Regions from separate parts of the Mus musculus genome. Here regions 2 and 3 are each linked to region 1. A link is a contact called in public HiCAR-type and HiChIP or PLAC-seq data. All regions are on one chromosome and are shown on one strand. Each heading gives the region's core, a stretch centred on a gene start, on an enhancer-like site or on the middle of the called end of the contact. The rest is flanking DNA. Distances are from core to core; before and after follow the strand shown. Region 1 holds the start of BB283400 (expressed sequence BB283400). Region 2 holds the start of Klf14 (Kruppel-like factor 14). Region 3 holds the start of Flnc (filamin C, gamma).

Region 1 (4,497 bases), core at 1,036-3,535:
ACAGCCAAGGAAACACAGAGAAACCCTGTCTCGGAAAAAACAAAACCAACCAACCAACCAAACAAACAAACAAACAAACAGAAGACAGAAACAAAGCAAAAATTCTGCTTTGGAGTTAGGGAGTGAAACCTGGAACAGAGCCAAAGCCTTATCTAGGTCATCGACCTTTGGATAATCTGTTGAAGGGCTCAGGGGGGGCCAATACCCCAAGAACTGCAAACATTAACTGAGTCAGGGGTTCTGAGCCTTGGACCGGGGAACTCTGAACTTGATACATGGCGGGTATGCTTCCCTCCTCTAGGTGCAGAGGATGCTAAAGGGTCGCAGGGAGGGAGTGGGGGCAGGGAGATGTCAGTCATATAGGTCTTTTCCGTGTGTTTGTGTGTGTGTGTGTGTGTGTGTGTGTGTGCACGCGCGCGCGCGCCCCAACCCCAGCTGAGCAACGTAACAGATGTCCCCTGCAGGGCCAAGCCCCATCAGTTGCACATCCTCCCCATTTCGGAAACAGGTACGGAGGTTTTCCAGTCTATTTTACCGACAAGGCAGCCGGTTAAAGGCGGTCTTCTCTCCTCGCCGGCCTTGGCCTGTGGTGACTCCGGTTAGAAATTCTTTGGGAATGATGCTCAAGAGATGTTCAATAAAGCGGAGATGTAGCTCAGGCAGGCAGTCTCCAGATAGAGGGAAGAGTGAGACCAGAGCTACAAAGCCACGGGGTTCCCTAGCTTCTCTCCCATCCCCCACCCCTTGTTTGGGGCGACGGTTCCGGAACGGTAACTGTTCAGAGAGCTATGGCAGCCTCAGTCCGGTGGTCTGCAACTGGACTCTCGGGTGCCACTCCTCCAAGACCGCAAAACAGTTTTGTTTTTTTTAAACAACCAACTTTTGAGTTTAATTTGTAATTAAAAGGTCATAGATAGACAATTCGCTTGGTACAGTCTAGAAAAACACAAGAAAAAAATCACAAAAACATCAAGAAAAAAAACGTTAAAATTCTTCCATTTTCTTTAGAACATGAAAAGGTGACGTTAAAACACACCTCATCCGTTCATAATTTTTTTTTTCACAAACACGAACCGATGTGTCCTTTGTATGTTTCATTGAATGCCCAGATAATTCCCAAGATATGGCTACATATCTATCCTATTCAGCTGATTTAAATGAATGCTCTAACTAACTAACTAACGCATCGGGCAACAGGAACTCGATATGCATTCCAGGCTGGCCTTAACCTGGGATCCTCTTGCTGCAGCCGCCCTGAGGCAGAGTCTACAGGTGTGCGCCTCCAGCCCGGCTTCGTGTTCTTTTGAGAGCGACGTGAGGCTCTCCTTCCATTTGTGGGCGTGTTTCATTCTTTCAGGCTGGTCACCTCCGCGCCTTCCGCAGCTGGAGGGTTTCTCCTGAGCTCCAGCAGAGACTCCCAGGATTCTGCAGCCTCTCGGAGAGAAACTCCCAGAGGCACAAACACAGCCCTTGGAGGCAGCGAGTTACTCGGGTTTTGAAACAGCCCTTTGAGAGTCCATCCATGAGCATCTAGATACTACAGCAACGCCTCACCCTTAGAGCTGGGGCCCATTCTGGGCCAACACAGTAAGCCCACATCCCCATGAATGGCCCTGTGGAAAAAGGGAAGGGAGATTTCCCAGGAGTCTGAGAAACCATGGCAGAACCAGGGTGCAGGGTCTTGCAAGAGGTAGATTTATTTTTATTTTTATTTGTTTTTTTCGAGACAGGGTTTCTCTGTGTAGCCCTGGCTGTCCTGGGCTACACACTTTGTAGACCAGGCTGGCCTCGAACTCATAAATCTGCCTGCCTCTGCTTCCCAAGTGCTGGGATTAAAGGCGTGTGCCACCACCGCCCGGCAAGAGGTAGAATTTATGTTTTCCATTTTTGCAAATGGAAAAACCAAAGCTCATAGAGGTGAAGAGAATCTGGCAATTGTGTCTTCATATGATAAGCAGATCACAGCCGCTTTGAGCATTCCAGAAAGATATATATCAAAAACAAAACAACAACCCAAAAAACCCAAAAACAAAAACCCCCAAAACAACAACAACAAAAACCACGGCTGGAGGGAGCACAGGACCAAACTGAAAGCACGAGGCCCCCACTGTTCCTAAGAGCCCAAGAAGTGGGTTGGTCTCGGGGCTTGTAGTCCGCACAGCAACCCTATCCCCGAGGCTGATACATATTAGTGGAAAGGGAGATGGAACCTGAGGACTAACTCCTCACTCAACATTTTCGGCACAACTGGGGCTAACACGAGGGAGTGAGAGGTTGGGATTAGGTAGATTGCACAGGGCAGAGGTTGGGGAAGAATAATGGACACGCTGAGAGATGCTAGGAACGCTGAGTCTACGTGCCCTGCCTGGCACAGGGCGTGCTGGCCACTCAGTACCCCACGGGCCTAGGGACCAGGTAAGGCTCTGAGGTTCAAGAGCCTAAGCACAAGATCTTGTAGGCGTGGGGGCGTGGGGGCGTGGGGGTGGGGTGAGGCGTAAGTAAGGCCCCTTCTAAACCGTGATCCAGGGTCGGGAAGCAAACTACATGTCTCTAACAGCTCGGCTCTGGCCCGAGAGGGTCGTTGTCCTCTGGAAGGGAGGGATCTCTGTATCTGTAGGTGGGGAATACCGCAGCTCGTAGGCACAAGTTGGAAGGGTAGGATACTTGCATGCAGCCTTGGGTACACTCGGCGGGCCAGCAAAGTAAGGATCTGGGTTCGTCCGAGCTCTTCACCGACCGGAGCCCCGGGCTGTAAGCGATCTGGGATATCGGGTCCCTGGGGACCGCCCCCTCACCACTCCGGTCCAGCTCCAGTTACTGGTCGAGCCTGCTACCTAAAATATGTATGAGGACCTTGCGGGTGCAATTTCACGGCCCCTCCTAGAGTGAGGCTGGGGGGTCTCAGGGTGAGAAGGGAGCTGCGCGGGCAGCAAGCGACGCTGGCTCTTGGGCGGGGGCTGTCTCGACTTTCAACAGAGCATTTAAGAAAGGTAGAAACCGGATCCATCTCACCCGCGCCCCCGCCCTTCGAGTCCGACGGCGGGACCCCGCAGCCGAGCGGCTAGCTTTCCGTTCTGCGGTGTCTGGTTCTCGACAGCAGGTGAATGGGCCCAGGCGAGGCGCGGGGGGGCGGGGCGTACGCTATAAAGGGGCGCGGCAGGACTAGGGGGTCACTCGCAGCCGGTGTGGCCTGCGCGTCCGAGCACACAGAGCTGTGACCGCCTGGTGCCGGACAGGCCTAGGGACCAGGTAGGGCGTGAGTGGAGATGCCGGCCGGCAGTGAGGTTCAGGGCCACAGGGATGGAAAGGGAAGGAGGCGGGACAGGGAGGGTTAATGTAGAGTCACCACACCCCCCTGAGGTCTGTCGGGTCGTGCCCTGCTCTTCCTGTTCGGTTCTGGTGCATCACGTCCCATCCCCAACTGTGCTGGGAGAGGGACAAGCGGGTCCTGGCCTTCCTGCCTTGGGGTGGGTCTTGCCTCCGGAGCCATCTGTCTGTAACATCCATGGCTGAAGCAGGTCTTGCCCAGGAGCTGAGTATCTAGAAGGGTTCGTATCTGCAGCGTCATTCTCGGACCCTGGCAGACAGCAGGGGAGGGAGGAATCCAGGGGCTCGGTTCCCCTAATCCATTTACTTCGCTTGAGCTCAAGGTTTTCAGTCTCAGCGCAAGGGCCCTTTAGTTTGGTGGGAACATCAGCTAAGCCCCACCCCACCCCCACACCCGGTTTTAGAGGCTTCTAGGCGGTCAGACCTGCCCGGATTCATTGGGAGAACTAGGAGCTAAAAGGGAGGAAGGCGGATTAACGTTTTATTTTAATCTGGTTTTGAACTGTGGTTGCCGTCTGGGGCAGCCGGGCGCGGCAGGGAATGGGAGGGCGCTCAAAGCAGGGGAGGGGGATGTGCGCACTCTCTGGTCTCAGGATGCTGGGGAGAAGGAAGAGGCCACTTCAAACGAGACAGCTAGGGTGTACCTTAACTCTGCTCCTCCCCAGAGGCTCCGGGGTGGCATCCTAGCTAAGAAGGTTCCGAGGGATCTAATCCCCGTCCTCGTTCCAGATGGCCCCGCCCCCTCCCGGGGGAGCCACTGCGGCAGTGGAGGGGCAGGAAGGGAGATGGGAAGGGGTCTGGGGGTGGCTTCCCTTCCCCTCCCCCTTCCGGGACAGGCGGTCTTTGTTCCCTGCGGCGGCGGCGGCCAGACACCTGTGAGGCTTCAGGGCTAGGCAAAGGTGGGTTAGGACGAGTGGCGAGCCTCTGGTGCCCACTCCAACTCTCTACCTTCGGGCCAGGGTGCTCCCACCGAGGCAGAACAGACTGTGGCCAGTTCTCCGGCTGCAGAGTACCGTCTAGTGTGGTCCCACAGTACTCCTGGCCTCCAAACGCACTTCCCCTCCCCCAGCCCAGAGTCGGATTTCCAAGTTTGCTGTGCTACACACACCTTGGCTAGCAAGGGGTTCAGAGGGAGGTGGGATGGTAGGGCATCGGGGCACACCTCGGCCG
Region 2 (4,497 bases), core at 1,479-3,978, 780 kb before region 1:
CTGCTTTACACCCAGATTTTCACATGTGGAAAGGACACGTCAGAGAGAAAGCTGTAAGCACTGTCTTCACGCATCAGGTGTGGGTTGTTTCTTTAATGATACAGAGACAACAAAAACTGTTTTTTGATTCTTGGGTTTCTTTTTTTTTTTTTTTAAGGGATTGACTACAACAATATTTTATGTTCTCTGTAAAACAGGCAACATCAAAAGTTAAAAGACGAACTATAGATTGGGACAATGTGTTCAACATATATATACATGAAACACCATAAGTCCAAGGAATGAAAGATAAAAAGCGCACGTAGCCTATTGGAAAAATGGCAAAGGCTGACAAAAAACAAATCACAGACTCAGAAACTTCAACAGCCAATAAGTACATGGAAAAATGCCCAGCCTCACTAGCAGTGAGGGAAATTCAAATAAAATAACAAGATACTGGGTATTTTCTTTTTAAGCCAACTGGCAGAAATAAGTCTGATTCTAGAATGGGTTTAGCATCATGTTAGGGAAACAGGACATCTCATCTGCTGCTGATGGGTGTGCAAATTGGAACGTCATTGGCAGTTTCTAGTAAGACTCAAAACATGAGTGCTGCCTAGCAATCGTCACCTAGGTACACACTGGAGAAATTCTTGCATATGTGCAAAAGAAACATGCACTAGCAATGCCAAAATATTGGCAACAACTTCAACATTCATCAGTAGGACCATGAATAAAAAGGACACATTCATATGCATGGATCTACAATGCAGCAATTAAAATGAGTGAACTGCATTTATATTCACCAACATGATTAGGAGGGGGAAAACACCCAAAAACATACCAAGAAGGAAGAAACAAGTTAAAGAATAATATATACAGTCTTAAACCATGTGTATATATTTTTAAAAAGCAGTATCTCCATATAAATTCATATAAAGTTGAAAGTCTGCAACCTAAATTGCAAAGTTGCATACCAAATTCATGATAGAGTTTGCCTTTGGGGGAAGGCTGGAGAGTGCAGCCAGAGAGGCAGAGGGGACTTGAATTTCATCAGAAATGATGACTAGTTAAAGTTTAAAAAGAAGATCTAAAACAGATATGACAAAATAGTAACATTTATGAATTATACCAGACAGGTACACTTGTATTATATTCTCTCATCATTTTAAAATATCTCCACACGTTTTTCTAAAGCATAAATTTAAAAGAAAAATCAGGTACTAAATCATTCTCAGAGAATGTTCATGTATGGATTGCTGCAGCATCTGAAAATTTGAGGCAGTATCTTTAACAAAAATGAATCCGTTTTAGAATTGGGTCTCTTTAAAAATAATACAACTGCCAATACTATTTTAAAACTGCTGAAATGGACAGTCAGTTCTACAGGTATCAACCCACAAATCATGCTGGGAGAAGCAAGCTGCAAAGAGACATGTGCAGCACAGTAACACTTGCCCACATTTAAAATACACTAACAAAGATACATGGGTCTATTTACATACTTAGGTAGCTGTGTAATAAAGCACAGCAAATGTTAGAAGAATTTACCCTTTATGATACTGATTAGCGAGGGAGAAAACGAACAGTGCTAGAGAAACGAGGGAAATGACATTCTACCCTCTCTGGATGCTTAATATAAATTTAAAATTTGAAGCAAACACGACAAAAATATCATATTTGATTATTCTAATCATCAAGTATATGGACATATGTTATTCTTGAAGCATGTGTATCATTTTACTTTTCCAAAGAAAAAAATAGTGAAGCATTGCAAATAAAGTGCACATAACGTAATAGTACAAAAGTAAAGCCTATGTACATCCCAAACCGTGGTAGCACTACATTTAGAAATCATCCTGTTTATTTTCTGTGGGGTTTTTAATTTTTAAAAAATAAAAAGGGGGGCAAATAAAGCCGTGAAGGCATGTGAAAGAAATCATTCATATTTGATTATAAAAAAGAAAAAGCCCCCACAGTCATAAACCACTGGATGAGCATTCTATACTATTTTGCTGCATATTCTTAATTTTAATTTTTTTGTCAAAAGAGAACTAGAAGAGGTTGCCTAATTGGAAACGTGACTTTCTATTATTAAAATTGTGGGAGTCCATTTTAATGTGTTTATCTCGCTGCTAGTCTGTAATTTATATTTCAGCGTGGATATTTGTTTGTGTGCCTGTGACAGGTTAATGCAGTTTAAACGTGCGTTTTTTTCTTTCGTTGCTTGAATAGTTAAATCGTTACTTCAAGGATTTTAAGTTTCTATTTCAAGCGGGGATGATTCTTTGCTCTCGCCAGGGTTAAAACCGTTTCTGATTCAAAACGCTATTAATTAATGGCTACGCGGTGATCTATTGGCGACAAGGCTGCCGATCCTGCATTAACAGCCGAACTGCTAAATGAGAAAACTTTGTTTCGCCCCCGTTTTCTTTTGGATGAAGACTTGGGGCTATTTTCCATTTGAGCTGTGAGCGGTGGACGCGAGTCAAACGCAATCGCAGCCCACTTCGCCAGCGATCGCGTTTGCGAAGCGAAAGACAAGTCAGGTATTAGCGCCGCTTTTTTTTCCCTCGCCGCTCCCTCCTCCCCCTTAGAGGATAAAAAAAAGTTTCTAGGACTCTGCCTGACACCCAGCTGGCCAGAGACCAGGGGCGAGGGGGGCGAGGCCGGCAGGCTGCCCAGAAGTTGCGATCCGGGACTTGCGCGCATTGAAATTACCTGGCTCGCCAGCAGCGGAGAGAAAGCGCAGACAAGATAATTTCCCAGGCTGCTGGGAATGCCATAGCCCGCGCGGCAGCGCGATCCAGGGGTGTCCTCGGGCCGGGGCGGGTCCCCGCCACCCCCGCAGGCTTCAGTGCGTCAGGGCGCGTCAGGCGGGGCGGGCTCGGCTCCGGCAGCAGCGGCTGCGGGCGGCGAGCGGCGCGCACCGGCTTCCAGCTCGTCTGGCTCCAAGCGGCGGGACGGACGCTCCCGGGGACTCTCCGGCCCGCGGCTGGCCGCGCTCGGACGGCGCTCGCCCGCAACCGGGCGCCGCCAGCATGTCGGCCGCCGTGGCTTGCCTGGACTACTTCGCTGCCGAGTGCCTGGTGTCTATGTCCACCCGCGCCGTGCTGCACCGGCGCGCAACGGACCCCGAAGGCGCGAGCGCAGCGGCTGTCTCCGAGGTGGGTGCAGTGTCTCGGGAGTCGGCGGGGAAGGGTACCGGGTCACGGGGGGTGCTGTGGATACCCCCAGTCCTCCAGGTCCCCACCCCGAGCCCCGGAGAAGGCGATGGCGCGCCCCACCTGCTGGCTGCGAGCGCTTTGGCTGATTTAAGCTGTGGTGCCCGGGAAGACTTCAGGGAAGACTCCGAAGAAGCTCCGTGTGCCTCAACTAGCTGCTTCGAGCCGACCTGGTGCTCCAGCCCTACTGGGGGCTCTGAGCCTACCCAGGCCTTCTTCGAGGATGAGCTCTCTGACGCCGAGAGCTCCTGCAGTGATTCTGCTATCCTGGATGCGCCTGAGGCCTCAGAGGAGCCGGATGACAGCGGAGAAGTGCCCGAGGGGCCCCCAGGGGCCCGCCCTGCGCCATCAACGGGCCCGACGTACCGAAGGAGGCAGATTACGCCCGCATCCAAGCGACATCAGTGCTCCTTCCATGGCTGCAACAAGGCCTACTACAAGTCGTCGCACCTCAAGTCACACCAGCGTACCCACACGGGGGAACGCCCCTTCTCCTGTGATTGGCTCGACTGCGACAAGAAGTTTACGCGTTCTGATGAGCTAGCCCGCCACTACAGGACGCACACCGGTGAAAAGCGCTTCTCCTGCCCGCTGTGTCCCAAGCAGTTCTCTCGGAGCGACCACCTGACCAAGCATGCTCGTCGCCATCCAACTTACCATCCCGACATGATCGAGTACCGAGGTCGTCGTCGCACTCCCCGCCCTGAGCCACCACCCCCAGCCATGGTGGAAAGCTCTGGTTCCGACTCCAGCTCCTCTTCTGGCCAGGAGACCAGCTTCACTGCTTGCCTGTAGGACTGTCTTGCTGTCTATCTTTCCCTCAAGCACAACCCCCACCCCCGCTGCCCCCCAGGCCGTTGTCCATGCCTTCTCTCTGTCCATTCCTATTTTCCAGGGTCATTAGACCGAGGTACAGACTGGTTGCTCCGCACTGGGGATGGGTTCAGACAAACTTGTCGGACTCTGGAGAGGGACTGGGAGCCAGAAGATAGCAGGAAGTCCTGCAACACAAACATCTTCTGAAATGAACGGTTTCTTCCAAACAGCCTGCAGGAACCTTTGAGAAGGGATGAACTCTCCAGCGTACTGAAGTTTCTTCCCTCCATGGCACCAGAGATGTAAAACTGAATTCTGAGATGCTGGAGGATCTCCCAGTTCCAAATGACTCTGGTGTCTCACCCATTGGCCAGGGCGGACTTTGGAGAGGGTGTCCAGGGTGGCAGCCTTGGAAATGTCCAGATTTGGATGAAGAGAGGCCTTTGGAAACAGAAAATATTTCTATTTCTGTAAACAG
Region 3 (4,497 bases), core at 1,258-3,757, 740 kb after region 1:
TCCAGCCTCGGCCCCAGCCCCAGCTCAGTTACTGAATTGCTGACAGCTTATCTCATCAGCACAGGGAGAACCACTTGGCCCAAACCCGGCACAATTCCCCTTCCTCTCAGCGGGAACCTTGGAGCTTCCCTCCCGCCCCCAAACCAGCCCCGGCTTCTTCCCCCATCTACTCTGAGCCGGCCCCCTTGCAGCAGAGCCAAGGGGGCTGGAGCCAGGCACCACCATGGGGGGAGGGGAGAGGTGCACAGGGGAAGGATGAGGCCTGGAGAGGGGCCCACCGCCCCCGCAGCCAGCAGGGAAGGGAGGCTGAGCCACTTCCTATAATGTCTTCACAGAGGCTGCAAACTTTCCCTTGGAGACCCCACCTGGGACAGTCAGTCCCGCCTTTCAGATCCCAGCGTGAAGGGAGGGGTAGGTGGGGAGCAGCCCCCCCCCCTCCAGGGCTGGCTTATCTTCAGCCCCTCAGCTCCACACCCACCCAACACCCTCCTAATTTCTAGCTCCACCACTTACACCAGGGCCCCCTCCCCCACCCCTTGTCCTCAGGCTTGTCCTTCTGGAAAGCTCAGAGACATCTGCTGTGTCACGGAGACAGGGCTATTTCCAGGCCAGAGCAGGAGGGTGGGGTGTGTGTGTGTGTGTGTGTGTGTGTGTGTGTGTGTGTGTAGGGGGGGGGGGTTAGTACTGGGACTGGAAGAGGTAAGGCCCAGGAAGAAGCCTGAACAGGGCAAAGGGCCCCGGACTGATCTCAGCTGCTAATTCCGGAGACCTGGAGATGGCCATGAGGGAGACTAGGGAGGGGGCAGATACCTAGTTAAATATTGAAGTCTCTGGGGGCAGCTTGTAGTGGTGGGCATCACCTGGTTCCATATACAGTTCCCTTCCAGGGTCTGGGGTGCATCCTCCCAGGGGGGTCCTTCTAGTACATCCCAGAAGGGCTCTAAGAGTTCACCCAAGACGCAAACTGGAAACCTTGGTCCTAGCGGGATAGGGCTGTGAAAAGTAAGGTATCTTCTTGCCACTCAAAACCCACCCTGGGCTTCTGGACTCTCTAGACTCCTGCGCCTCCCTACCCCCACTCAGAACTGACACACCTTCCAAATCTGGTTACACTCAATGACTTCCTCTCTTCCTCAGCCTTCCCCTCCCTCCAGGGCAGCTTGACCCTTAGCTGTAGCCAATCCCAGGCCAGGTGGTGGGTTGGAACAGGGCATGGACAGGCAGGAGTCCCCCTCCCAGACGACCTAAACGACCAGGGCAATCAGGGGTTAAAGCTCCCAGGACGTTGCTCAGTGCCTTTTTAGGTTTCTGAGGCCGGGTTCTGTTTGCTCTAGTCCGGCCAGATCCCAGATGGGGAGCACATGCCTGCCAAGCGCATCAGCGAGCTTCAGGCCACTAGTCTCCCTGGCCTCAGGGCCCTGAGAACCCAGAGACGACTGGAACCTGTCTTAAGACTGCTTTTGCCCAGCGACGAAGGCGATGGGAAGCCATTTGCTTTCATGTGGGTGGCGGGATACGCCCCCAAGGAATTAGCACTGGGCACCAGCCCTGTCCTCGCAAGCATGTGCAAGCAAGGGTGGCCCGGTGGAAGGAAAAGAGGGGACTTTGGGCAGGTCGGTAGGAGTGTGTGTAGGGAGGCTGAAGCTAAGATGTTTGGACAACTTCGGAAGGGAACTTCTCAGGGGTGCCACCTGTCCTAGAGGGGTATCTGGGCTCCAGCCTGTACTGGCGAGGGAGAAATCAGACCAGGCAAGGGAAAGGTTTTCTGTTCCGGATCTCAGTACCCGCACCTATGTGACCTGTTCCTACCCCCGCTGTGACCGTTCCCTGTGACCCCCGCACTGACCGATGGACACGAGCTTGATGTGTTCCCGCTCCAGGAACTCCAGGGCCACAGACACATTTTCCAGCTTCATTTGGCGGAAGTTGGGGCGCGGGTGGAACTTGCGGTACATGCGCTTCTGGCTGAGCACTTCGAGCAGCGCGATGAGGCGCAGCCCGTCGCTGAGGTCTCGCTGCAGGTCGGTCAGGCGCTTGCCCACACACTTGAGATGCTCGTTGCACCACCGCGTGAATGTGTTCTGCTGGATCTTCTTCCACGGTGCGTCCTCCGCTAGGTCCTTCTCCGTGGACGGCATCTCGTCCGCCTCGTCAACCAGGCCGAGGCCGGAGGCGTCCGAATAGTTGCTGTTGTTCATCATGGTGGCGCGGCGGGGGGCCGGGGGAGTACGGCCTGGGGATCGGGCTGTGGGTGCTGTCGGGGCGGGACGCGGGGACACCGAGTTCTCGGAGACTTCGTTAGCGCTCTGGGCGGCGGGGCTCGCTGGCCTCTTGGGCTGAGCTGCTGGGCTGTCCGGCTAGGGCTCTCTCTCTCTCCCGGGGCGGAGCGGTGCTCGGGAAGTGCGGGCCGGGCCGGGGCAGTGGGTTTAAGAAGCCCCCGGGCTGCCGACCCCCCCGCCGCGCCCGCAGCCCCAGGGTCCACGTCAGAGCGCCGGCCTCCCAGGAATGCCGCCCGGCCCGCGGGTGGGGGCCGCGCTGAGCCCCACGGCCCCGCCTCCGCCCGCCCCTCCTCCACGCAGTCCTCAGCAGGAGCGGGGATGGGGTGGGGGCGCTGGCCCTGAGCTTCCCCATGCACACTGTACACCCCAACCTAGTCTTAGCCATTTAGGGATGAGGGACACTCCTTCCACACTCAGATTGGGTTAAAGAAAGTAATGGGGAAACTGAGGCAGTGGTTAGGGCTAGACAAACTGATCTGGTGTTGACAGAACTTTCTGGAGTTGGTGACAAGGCTGTTGACACAGCCTAGGAGTCCTGGCTTCTAGCCTGGTTGTATTGTCCACCTGTGAAGAACTCAGAAAGGAAATTGTGTGTGTGTGTGTGTGTGTGTGAGAGAGAGAGAGAGAGAGAGAGAGAGAGAGAGAGAGAGAGAGAGAGAGAGAACACCAGAAGGAGCAGGGACATTGACCAGGAGAGACTGAGTTCAAGGGGGCTCCATGACTTTTGCCACTTTACAAGAAAAAAATGCTTAAACCGTTATTTGGAATCCAAACCCAGGGCCACAGGGAAACCAAGGCTCCTGACCTGACTCAGTGTCCCTGGTCATTAGCCCATTTAGACTCACTGGCTCAGAATGAAGCTGAGCTCAGAACAAGGGTACCCAGTGAGTCACTTTGTGTGCGCCCCCCCCCCCCCCGTGACTCAACCAAGTTGATGAGAGGACAAAAGGGCTGCCCAGGTAGTACCAGGGAGCCCCCTGGGCAATGTGCCCACATGAGCCACAGGGCAGATCTTCCCAGGGAAAGTAGAAGTGTGCCAAATAGCAGGAAGAGCCCTGGCAGAGCAGCCAAGGGAAATGTGACTGGGGCAAGTGGGCAGGGCCAGGGGCAAAGCGGGCAGGAAGGGAGGCAGGCTAGAAGCCTAGGCAGGATTGGGTTGAGGGCAAGCCCAATAAGGTGAGAGACATGGGAAATGTTCACAACAGAGAAACTGAGGCAATCCAAGCTGCCTGCCACACACAAGGGAAGGACCTACAAATGAATTTACATCGCAAGGAGAGGTCAGATGTGTGTCCACTGCTTCCCCATCCTTCGAGACTAAGTAAGCTTAGCTTTGAAGGAAGACAGTCCTTAATTCAAGCCATGTGACCGCTGAGGCTTGGGTAAATCATTTTACCTTATTTCCCTCCTCGCAGTCATAATGAAAGGAAAGGCAATAATAAAGCATCTTTGGGAGCTCTTTCCTCAAGGGCAGACGACAGCGGTGCCCACTATGGACTTGGAAAGGAGTTGGGGGAGGCGGAGCTTATGGTGAAGCTCCCAGCAATCATTTCTTTTTCCTTCTCACCTAAGGAGAAGGCCTGGTCCTTAGGAGGGAGGGGGAGGGCAGAAAGGGCCAGGAGCAGAAAAGAGCCCTGTGGTGCATGGTGTGTGGAGCAGGGGTGTCTCTGGAGGCCCTGATAGTGACAGGAGAGGTATAAATAGCTAGTGCCCCGCAGCTCATGTTCGTTGGCTGCCTGTGACAAGGCGCTTAGGAATTCCACTCTCCTGTTGGCAGCCCCCTCCTTGTCTCCCAAACTGTCATTCTCCCAGAGCGCTACCTTCACCCCTCAGCCAAAACCCCCAGCAGGCACCAGCACTGTCTATTTGAAAGACACAGCTCTCCTGTGGAGGGATGCCTAGCTCTGGATACAGAGCTGGATCACGCAAGCAAAGTTGTGTGTGTGTGTGTGTGTGTGTGTGTGTGTGTGTGTATGAAGACAGACTTTTGACAGCCCACTTGAGTAGGCTCTGTAATATTGTCTCTGTTGAAGAAACCAAAATACAGATCTGGAAGAGATTACTCTCAGAACTACTAGAGAGAGAAGTAGGGGTTTGGGCAGAGTACTGGGAGCTGAACTGTTATAGTCAGCCCCTCATGGCTCTCAGCCACCTGGTGGGTGTTATGAGGATCTCCAGTCGGGCCAGGGACTCTGAGGTGGAAATGATCAGAGGGGAT

What was found. HiCAR-type assays count read pairs that join an accessible place to other places. HiChIP or PLAC-seq counts read pairs in DNA pulled down with a chosen protein or histone mark.
Region 2: a contact with region 1 is called in a HiCAR-type map of astrocytes, with 3 times the contacts expected there. The contact joins the promoter of Klf14 here to the promoter of BB283400 in region 1. A contact is called at or near these places in 9 of 39 promoter capture datasets (cranial neural crest, frontonasal cranial neural crest, hippocampal neurons and 5 more), 2 of 484 Hi-C or Micro-C datasets (both in embryonic stem cells), 3 of 115 datasets of contacts at active chromatin or transcription factors (astrocytes, embryonic forebrain and embryonic hindbrain) and 1 of 9 other capture datasets (liver).
Region 3: a FOXA1 HiChIP or PLAC-seq map of pancreatic cancer cells shows a contact between it and region 1. The contact joins the promoter of Flnc here to the promoter of BB283400 in region 1. A contact is called at or near these places in 2 of 39 promoter capture datasets (both in liver), 2 of 484 Hi-C or Micro-C datasets (both in embryonic stem cells) and 2 of 115 datasets of contacts at active chromatin or transcription factors (extraembryonic endoderm stem cells and pancreatic cancer cells).

What each region holds. Positions count from the first base shown.
Region 1 is chr6:30,174,411-30,178,907 of GRCm38.p6, reverse strand. It overlaps BB283400 (expressed sequence BB283400), which reads right to left and starts at 2,285. Exons shown (of 1, transcript NR_038124.1): 1 at 862-2,285. It overlaps Gm31221 (a long non-coding RNA gene), which reads right to left and starts at 753. Exons shown (of 3, transcript XR_377385.2): 1 at 536-753.
Region 2 is chr6:30,957,221-30,961,717 of GRCm38.p6, reverse strand. It overlaps Klf14 (Kruppel-like factor 14), which reads left to right and starts at 2,728. Exons shown (of 1, transcript NM_001135093.1): 1 at 2,728-4,497. The coding sequence starts at 3,021. The coding sequence ends at 3,998.
Region 3 is chr6:29,431,163-29,435,659 of GRCm38.p6, reverse strand. Flnc (filamin C, gamma) reads right to left here and starts at 2,507. Exons shown (of 48, transcript NM_001081185.2): 1 at 1,847-2,507. The coding sequence starts at 2,201.